2 separate regions of the Bicyclus anynana genome follow, and region 2 is linked to region 1. The links are chromatin contacts, called in public Hi-C maps. All regions are on one chromosome and are shown on one strand. Each heading gives the region's core, a stretch centred on a gene start, on an enhancer-like site or on the middle of the called end of the contact. The rest is flanking DNA. Distances are from core to core; before and after follow the strand shown.

Region 1 (4,587 bases), core at 1,279-3,778:
GGTTTGCGATATTATAAACGGTACGCCTGGTTCTCAGTTGGTTTTCTTCTAACTTCTAGAGCTATTTTTATTTTCTTTTATTTCGGGGAAGAGTTTTTTAATCAACTTCTTTCACTATTTTACCATAGAACCGCCACTGTAATGGTATCGCAGGTACGATGTCGTGTAGAAACCGAAAGGGGTGTAGATTTTCATCCTCCTCCTAACAAATTAGCCCGCTTCCATCTTAGATTGCACCACTACTTACTTAGGCAAATGAAAATGATTCGCATTAAGGTAGGATAGTGAATGCACTTCGAGCTTCCGTTTCCCTGCCTACACCGTAAGAGTATCTTGACGTCAAGTAATACTATGCACCTTCTAACCAAGCACATGGTTAATAAGTAATATGAATATAATTTCACACAGCTGGATCATTTGTTTTGCATCATTAAGGAGTAGATGTATGATTACGTATCTACTTAATTAAATATATGGATGTATTGTGCCAACTGCCAGTATGCACAGTAGTCACTAGTCTGTGTCTATTATTATCTTGCCATAGTATTTTCATATCAAAAAAATGAAAGTTACTTAGTATTGGATTTAATATTAAAGCGATTTTCAAACTACAATTAAAACTATGCGCAGAATGCAGATCATCGTCATCATCACTATCAGCTGATAATGAGCTGCCAATGGATCAGCATATGCCTCTTGCATGGACTTACAAACAGAACGGTTTCGAGCCGCCAGCATCCAGCGGCTCCCTGCAACACGCTTGATGTCCTCGGTCCGTACACGACGTCATTGTAATGCTATACAGAGTATTTCAAATAAACATTTCTTGAACCTAGGGGGAAACGCATCTCGATAGGAACACGTTCGCTCAGATATCGCCCATATTATTGGGCGTATACGATCCAATTTTTTGAATTTAAAGACACCGCTTATATAACGTACTTAAAGAGGTACATTTCCCAAAAGGACTTGGGTGGAACTTAGGTGCATAAGTAAATTAGATAAGTAGCTATAACATTTCACTTTGTCAGTCTTCTCTACAAAAAATATCTGCTGGCGAAAATAAGAAAAGATGATATTTAAAAGACAAATTGAAATAGTAATTAATGATTATTATTTTTCTTCTAATAGGTGCAAAAGTTTTCAAAACACAAAACGCGGAGAAGTTTGTCGCATCCCAGGGTGTACTATAACGCCATCTGTTGGCACGCAGCCCACGCCGATACGTATGCCACATGTTCAGCCTGAAACATTTCGACTTTTTATACAGTACGTTTACACCGGAAAGGTAATTAATTTCATATTTATTTTTTAACACAATAATTTTGTACCTAAATTGATTTAGAATGTGTTTTTCTTAAACTACAAACAAAATTGGTAAACTAATATTACTTCTAACAGCGCCACCTATTGTCGAATAGATGCACATCATAATATTAAAACACAAAAGTGTTAAAAAAATGAAATCAGTTAATAACATAAATATAACTTTATCATTTTGTTAATTTGTTTTACAGCTGTTACTCCATGACTCAGGAGTGTTTGAAATGATGACGCTAGCAGCAGATTTAGGAGTAGAAGACCTTCGTGCCGCTTGTGAAGACCATGTTACTTCTACTTTAAGCGTGGAAAGTGCATGCACTTTGCTTGCTGCTGCTATGGAAATTCAAGATAGGCCAGGTAACTGTGATTTTATTATGTAACATAATTTCAACTCTCAGGTCATCGGCGATGGTGGTGTAATGGTCAGCATAGTTGCCTTCCAAGCAGTTGATCCGGGTTCGATTCCCGGCCATCGCACAGTTTTTGCTTTTTTCTTTTAATATATTTGTTTAGAAGGTAATTGTTTTTTTTTTATGTTGGTAAAACTCAAAATGGAATCAATTTAAAGTGTACTACTGTACTGGGTTTGATAGATTTCATTATATAATAATAGCGTTTTAGCACGTCCCCCCTTGGTTTTTTTATTATTTTAGCATTTTATTGTCTATTTTTGTTTTTTTTTAATAATAATGCATTTATTAATATAGGTAGCTATTCTAGCCATTATATTCTAATATATCATTATTAATGATACATGTATCCTAATGCCACAACGAAGTAATCCAAAATAATACCTACTTAAAAATATTATAGGTACCTAAAAATTTTTAGTGTTTAAAATATTTTCTACAAAATTTAAAACGTTTAGCTTGATCATGACCTCGAGGCTCGAAAAATGGAAAAAAATTTAAAAAATCAGTCAATTTATTTCTTTGTAAACAGCTCCGAGTTCTACTAAGCTTAATATGCCGCCCCCAATCTTTATGTTTGATTGTTGTCGAACAGGTTTTACGCTGCTGCTTCTGTAATAATAAAATTAAAAAGAAAATATATTAATTTATTGAAAATCATATCATAAGTCATCAGTGTTATAAATTCAAACTTGAATAGTCCATTTTTTGTCTATGCCCACTCATTTACAATGATTTTGAATCTGCTGAGTTTGACATCTACTTTCTTTAATCTACTGTGTTCGTTGTCTATGACTATTTTTGACGTAATCGAGAAAAACGACGCCGGTTTGGCTTTGGCGGCTTTTGTTTTATTGAATTTATAGTTTTCGTAAAAGATCACAACTTTAAAATGGCTTACAAAGGCCCCCCGAAAGTGCAAAAGGTGATGGTACAACCCATCAACCTTATCTTCAGATATCTGCAGAACAGGAGCCGTGTGCAAATTTGGCTGTACGAAAATGTGAACTTGAGGATCGAGGGACACATCGTAGGATTCGACGAATACATGAACATTGTGTTGGATGAGGCCGAAGAAGTGCACATGAAAACGAAAAACCGCAAGCAGATCGGACGTATTATGATGAAAGGAGACAACATAACGCTTATTCAAAATGTCAACCCAAACGCGACGACTGTGTGAAATTAGGTTAAAATCTAAACATTCCTAGTTAATAAGTGTGACGGTCTGCGTTTGTGACTTGTGACGGTGTCTCGGTCGTAATCTAATCTAATTTTTCATTAAAACTTAAGATCAAACATTGGCTTTTATTTTATAACCTCAAACTCAAACATATTCTAAACTTACCCTTAGATGTACTACAAGTTTAGAACATGAATTATTTTGACAACTAAACATAATATAAAGTATTAGTGGCCTTAAATGCAAGTTAAAAAGATAATTTAAGTAATTTGTATGATTAGCTAATTTTAAAAGCCAAGTTGTATGTCAGTTATACATTGTAATGATAGGTTCTCTTGTGTTAGCTGTAAGAGATCTATGGCTCTTTGTAGAACAGTACATTGGTGTAAAGGACATTGATGGCTAGAACTTATTTTATATAAATGCTTAAGAACTGTTTGATCTTGTGCTATTCTACCATGACGTACATACATGACTGCGAGGCAGGCTATGTCGTCAATAGTTCTCAGATGCGTTCTAAACTGTTTAGTTCCTCTTTTCTTATATGCACTGCTAAGATGTGGAATGCACAATCTGTTTTCCCCACCACCTAAAATATTATAAAGAATATAGTTAAGTAAAAGTTAAGAGTGAATAGGCATCTTCTAGGCAAGTACAATCCACTGTAGGCTGCATCATCGCTTGCCATCAGGCATGATTGCAGCTTAGCTTATACAATAAAAAATGTTAGTCAAACCACATTAAAAATCAATTTTTGAATTGTTCAATTCTATTAACACACACAAACAGAAAGAGTTCTACATTCCTTGTAACATTTGTAACTTTATATGATAGTGTGATACGAGGTAGTGGGATAGTAATACTGCTTTAGTGTTGAGTTATTAAATTGTAAAGTGTTCAGAAACACCTGAGTTCTGTGTCTATGTGTGCTCTTAAATCCTCTGAGATTCATTAGGTTGGTGGTAAAGGGGTCAGACTCATCACTGAGAAGTTGTAGTGTGATCCCCGCCAGCTAGGTTATTGTTGTACCCAGGTAACAAAAAAACGAAAAAAGGTCCTAACAATTCAGGCAGCAATTAAAAACATTCAATGAAATTGTTCAAATGTAACGAACAAGTAAGATGTAGAATCCAGAAGTATAATACCTAGAACAGGTTAAGCAAGTTACTGGATTACATACAGCAGTGACACTTTGGTAAGTTGAACTTCACATGAAAATAATATGCTGAGTTAGATACAGTTCCAAATTTGTTTGTGGGGCTTGGATTTTAATTGGATGTTCAAGTAGCAAAATTATTTACACAAAATTATTCACATTTATGATAGACAGGTGTGAACAGCTTCATATTTAATGTTCTGCACTGGGACGTCAGATTAAAATTCAAGACCAATAACCAACAAATGGGAAAATGTCCCTAGAGAGTTTATATAATAGTGTTTGTTACCCATCTCAGGAAGGGTCTGAATCAATGGGTGATAAAGAGAGCTAAGATAGGAGTCATTGGATTATATCAGAAATGAGGAAATCTGCAGATGAAAGTTACTGGCACATTGAGTTGTATAACTAATTATTGAGGGCAGGATGCCACGTCCGTGCAGTCCTCGGGTGCTGAAATAGTAATCTTAGACTAGACAGCAAACAGTTAGGTGACCAATGACATCACAGCAAGC
Region 2 (4,772 bases), core at 872-3,371, 290 kb before region 1:
ACTAAGTATTTTCTATGCAAGCATGCCCCATTAAGACCAATTATTTCTATCTCATCTACACTTCCCATCAGATGATACAGTAGTGGTGATTTATGCACGGGTCTCGGGGGCTCAGTTATCAGTACAAAAACGGGAAAACAAAAACAAGAGTGGTACATAAAAAAGTCACTTTATTTATCTACAGTTAGGATATAAAATAAATTACATAAATGATTTATCGGCTGCGGTGTCCGTGTATACATGAACATCCCACTTCTCGTTTATTATTTATTTATTAATTACAATTATATAGAAAGATAATACAAAATTATTGCACTTCACATGAGGTTCTAGGTTACCAACCAATCACATGAAAATTAGTACTACTACTAGACGATAGGTGGCGGTATTATCAGCTATTAGCCCTCAGGTGGCGCTACTGGTACGCGTTAGAGCCATCTGTTGGATACTTTACACAATCGCACTTACAATGTTGTTACATAGATGGCGCTGTTACAAAGTCAACGCGCGCGAACTGGTTACAATAATAATTATCTCTGATTTACCTACTATACGCGTGATTACAATTTAACAATCACATTATAGACTTATATTTATTTACAAAAAGGTGACTTATTTTACAAAGAAAACTTATATTAATTTTACTATACAGACATTTAATTGAAGTATTTTCATGGAATATGTGTTAACACTCATCAGTAATTCACTACATATTTATTGTGTTTGCGATTGGCAGTGTTAATCAGTCCTTAATCAGTCATTTAATATTTCTGTGCTCGTATGAATTCTCCTTAAGAAAGTAACGTTTTCATAAGATCAACAGTATTGTATCAAACTTTTTTAAAGATAATTCAAATAGCAAGTTAACTACCAGATCAAGTTAAATTACTAATGTGCATGTTTTCTAACCTAGAGCGTTGGTATTGACCAGGTAATAGCACTTAATGTCTTCTTCCGTCAAGTTCACCCTACAGCGGCGAGTTCCGTGGTATTAACTAGTTAATTGTCAATAAAATAAATGGTTAGATAAGTGCTGAAGTTTCAATTCGCTTTACAAGTTCACAGTCACAGGAGGTAGTCCACTTCTACAGGTAGATCTTACATATTACACGGTCAAGCCTCGACTGTTTATGACATTCAAGTCGGGATGATGGTGTAATGATGTCTAATGTATATTGTTCTGTCTTGCTACGATTTCAATGTCATACACAGTCAGGGCTCGGATTGTTGGAGGTGGTGTTATATTCCTAGATTTACGAGCATATATTTGTATTAGATGATGGAAATAGACACTAAGCACTTCACAGTTTACAAAAATAGAAAACAAATTGTGCATAGTCTATGACACGGCATCAGCTTTTCACAAAGCACTCTCTATGACACTACGAATTTGGAAAGTTCGAGAAGCGATGCGGGCTCGGACGCCACCGCCGCACTTACACTATTACGTATATGCGTATGCGTGTTCACGCTAGGACTAGACACAGTTCGGGGCGCTGGCACTGGCGCTCACACGGGCCCGTAGTCGGACAGCGGCTGCGCCGAGCGCGCGGAGGGCGCGGAGGGCGCGGGGGCGGGCGGGGCGGGCGGGGCGGGCGGCCCCGCGTCGCGTCACACGGCGCCCTTGACCAGCGCGCGCTGCGCGGGCGGCGGCGCGCGCCCCCCGCGCCACACGCGGCGCCACGACTCCAGCGTCTTGCCCGACCAGATCCACACGCCCGACGTGATGCCCACGGCCAGCGCCATGAAGTACTTGAGCATGAGCGCCGAGTAGACGGGGCGCGGGCCGCACGCCGCGCCGCACGCCACGCGCCGCAGCCAGCGCTCGCGCCCGCCCGCCTCGTACGCCAGGCAGCCGATCACCACGCCGGCCGGCACGGCGTACAGCACGCTGAACACGCCGATGCGGATCATGAGCTTCTCCAGCTTGTCGGCCTTGGAGCCCGCGCCCGCGCCGCCCTGCCGCTTGATGACGCTGCGGATGCGGAACAGCGACACGAAGCCGGCCAGCAGGAAGGAGGCGCCCAGCGCGAAGTACACCACGAGCGGCGCCAGCACGTAGCGCCGCAGGTGCTCGGGCGACGAGTTGCCCACGTAGCACACGCCGGCCACGGGGTCGCCGTCCACGGCGCCCGCCAGCAGCACGGCCACGGTCTTGGCGGCCGGCACCAGCCACGCCGCCAGGTGGTAGTACTGCGCGTGCCCGGCGATGGCCTCGTTGCCCCACTTGAGCCCGGCGGCCAGGAACCACGCGAACGACAGCACCACCCACCAGATGGACGACGCCATGCCGAAGAAGTACACCAGCACGAACACCAGCGTGCAGGCGCCGGGCCCGCCCGCCGACGTCCGCAGCAGCGGCCCGTCACACGCCACGGCCTCGTGGCCCAGCGCCAGGCGCGCCAGGTAGCCCAGCGCCACCATGAAGTAGCAGGCCGACAGGTACACGATGGGCCGCTCGGGGTACTTGAAGCGCTGCGAGTCGATGGCGAAGGTGGTGAGCGTCATGAGCGTGGAGGCGGCGCACAGGCCGGCCCACAGCGCGACCCACACGGCGGCGAACTCCTTCTCCTCGCGCGAGAAGAAGGCGCCGCGGCACGGCAGGCCGCAGGCGGGCGCCGGCACGCCGGGCGCGCTGGCGTTGCGCGCGCGCAGCGCCACGAGCGGCGGGCGGCACGCGCACGCGCACTCGGCGGCGCCCGGCGCGGCGTCCCCCGGCGCGGCGTGTCCCGGCGCGCGCGCGGCAGCCGGGCCGTCGCAGTTTTTTGCGTCCTTGCAGGGCTTGGCGGGGCGGCGCGGCGGCGCGCGCGGCGGCTCGGGCTCGGCGGCGCGCTCGCTCTCCTCCATGCACAGGCGCTCGGGGTCGCCGAAGCGCGGCAGGCGCTCGCACGCCATGCGCTCGGGCCACTGGAAGCCGTACTTCTGCATGAGCGGCGCGCAGCCGGCGCGCGCGCGCTCGCACACGCTGCGGCACGCGGGCAGCGGCTTGGCGTACTCCTCGATGCAGATGGGCGTGTACACGGAGCACAGGAAGAACTTCAGGTCGGCCGAGCACTTGATCTCCACGAGCGGCCAGTACTGGTGCACTTCCAGCCCCGCCTCCTCCTGCGTGTCGTGGTCCAGCGCGTTGGGGAACGCCGTCAGGTTGTAGCCGATGCCGCGGCACATGGGGATGGTGATCTCCTCGCAGCGCGGCTGCGGCGCGTGCGCCCCCGCCGCCAGCGCCCACGCGCACGCCCACGCCCACGCCCACGCCCACAGCGCACGGTGCATGCTGGACGCGTTACGCTTGCCGCATCTGAAACGAAACAAATAACATTTCAAGATTTTATACATTGCAACTCTATTCTAAGACTAAGCATCGCGGGACGACTTGTGAGCGCTCGCGAAAGTAAAGCACGTCGCAACAGAATAAAAATATCAATTAATTTTAAACAACTGAGAAGAGTACATAACTAGTAACGAGAATGTTAAGAGTTAGTCTTCGAGACTTGAATCAATGTTATGCGTTGAAGTTATACGTAGTAACAAAAATACGAATAGAACAGTGCGATTGTTTAGTGCACGGAATCAACAGTTAAACATGTTGCGGGCTCCGGCACCGGGTTGAACTTCGTTAGCATTCATTAGTCACATTCAATATTAGCTTAGCCGAGATGAATCAGTAACTAAGATTAATAACGCAATACACAACGGTACATAAGTATACGGTAAGTACCTACTCTATATGGTGTTACAAAACTCAAATCAGTACAAGTGAACATACTCTACTCGTATCGTGTCTACAGACGTTTCTTACTTGTATTTAGGGTTTTGATAAAACTAAAGTCATATAGCTCATAGCTCAAAACGATTTCGATAAGAAAGCCGCAGGTTTATATCATCAAAACATCATCATCATTAACCACGTCTGGACATATGGCTCTTGCATATGTATACCTTCCAAACACCACGGTCTCGAGCCGCCAGTACCCAGCGGCTCCCTGCAACCCGCTTGATGTCCTCAGTACACCTAGTGGGGGGTCGACCAACACATCGCTTTCCGCTGCGAGGTCAAAATTCCAGCACCTTGAGACATCCATTGGCTTTTCGAACTACGGATACCTACATACCGACGTCCTTATATACGAGTAGGACAAATGGTTAAAAATATTTTACGAACCTCGTAAGAATCGACGCGAACTATAGTCGCATCGAGAGAACCTATTCTTTATTTAGAACTATAAACTTAACAAACACAAACAATGATTGAGGAAACATCAACAAACGGAAGTTCGTTGAACTAAAGGTGGGAATAACTTTAAGTTACATTATTTATTTTAGTTCGAACGTGTGCCTGTATATATATAGCAATAGCCTTAACTCATGAAAAATAACAATTTATATACCAAAACATTCTTCAAGATAAAGGGAATAAGAGCTTTATTTGTATTCTCGTGGATAACTTCGTTTGCATTCGACGATGGCAGAAGCATGTCGCAGATGATGTGTCGACGTATATGGGACGTGGTCTCGAGTGCAACAGGTTTGCGCGTTTTTTTAATTGCATTTTGATTGCTAATTAGCAAAAATATTGGTCAACGTCGTGTGCAGGCGTGCGGTGGAGTAATAAAATTATGACATTCGATATGCTCGCTAGTAGTTTTTTGCAAAAGTTAGTGGTTAGTTGGAGGTTTACTGAGTATTTCTTTTGCAACTAAAACAGACACTTCTGAAGGTTCTGTTTTAAACAGCATATTATATAGGTACTGAGCTGGATCCTTTTTTTTGTG

What was found. A called contact is a pair of places that touch in the nucleus more often than the background predicts.
Region 2: a contact with region 1 is called in a Hi-C map of whole body, with 6 times the contacts expected there. The contact joins the enhancer-like site here to the promoter of LOC112043414 in region 1. A contact is called at or near these places in 2 of 2 Hi-C or Micro-C datasets (whole body and whole larva).

Annotation. Positions count from the first base shown.
Region 1 is chr15:321,684-326,270 of ilBicAnyn1.1, reverse strand. LOC112043414 (probable small nuclear ribonucleoprotein E) reads left to right here and starts at 2,528. Exons shown (of 1, transcript XM_024078816.2): 1 at 2,528-3,032. The coding sequence starts at 2,626. The coding sequence ends at 2,916. It overlaps LOC112043413 (BTB/POZ domain-containing protein 19), which reads left to right. Exons shown (of 10, transcript XM_024078814.2): 2 at 1,132-1,288; 3 at 1,518-1,680. Trnag-ucc (transfer RNA glycine (anticodon UCC)) reads left to right here and starts at 1,729; the gene lies at 1,729-1,800.
Region 2 is chr15:609,495-614,266 of ilBicAnyn1.1, reverse strand. LOC112043399 (frizzled-2) reads right to left here. Exons shown (of 2, transcript XM_052885856.1): 2 at 154-3,298. The coding sequence starts at 3,273. The coding sequence ends at 1,612. Among protein-coding and RNA genes, the nearest start is that of LOC112043417, 15 kb to the left of the region's middle. Within about 2 kb of position 2,121, at least 8 of the 8 cell types and tissues checked have open chromatin away from gene starts, as enhancers often do.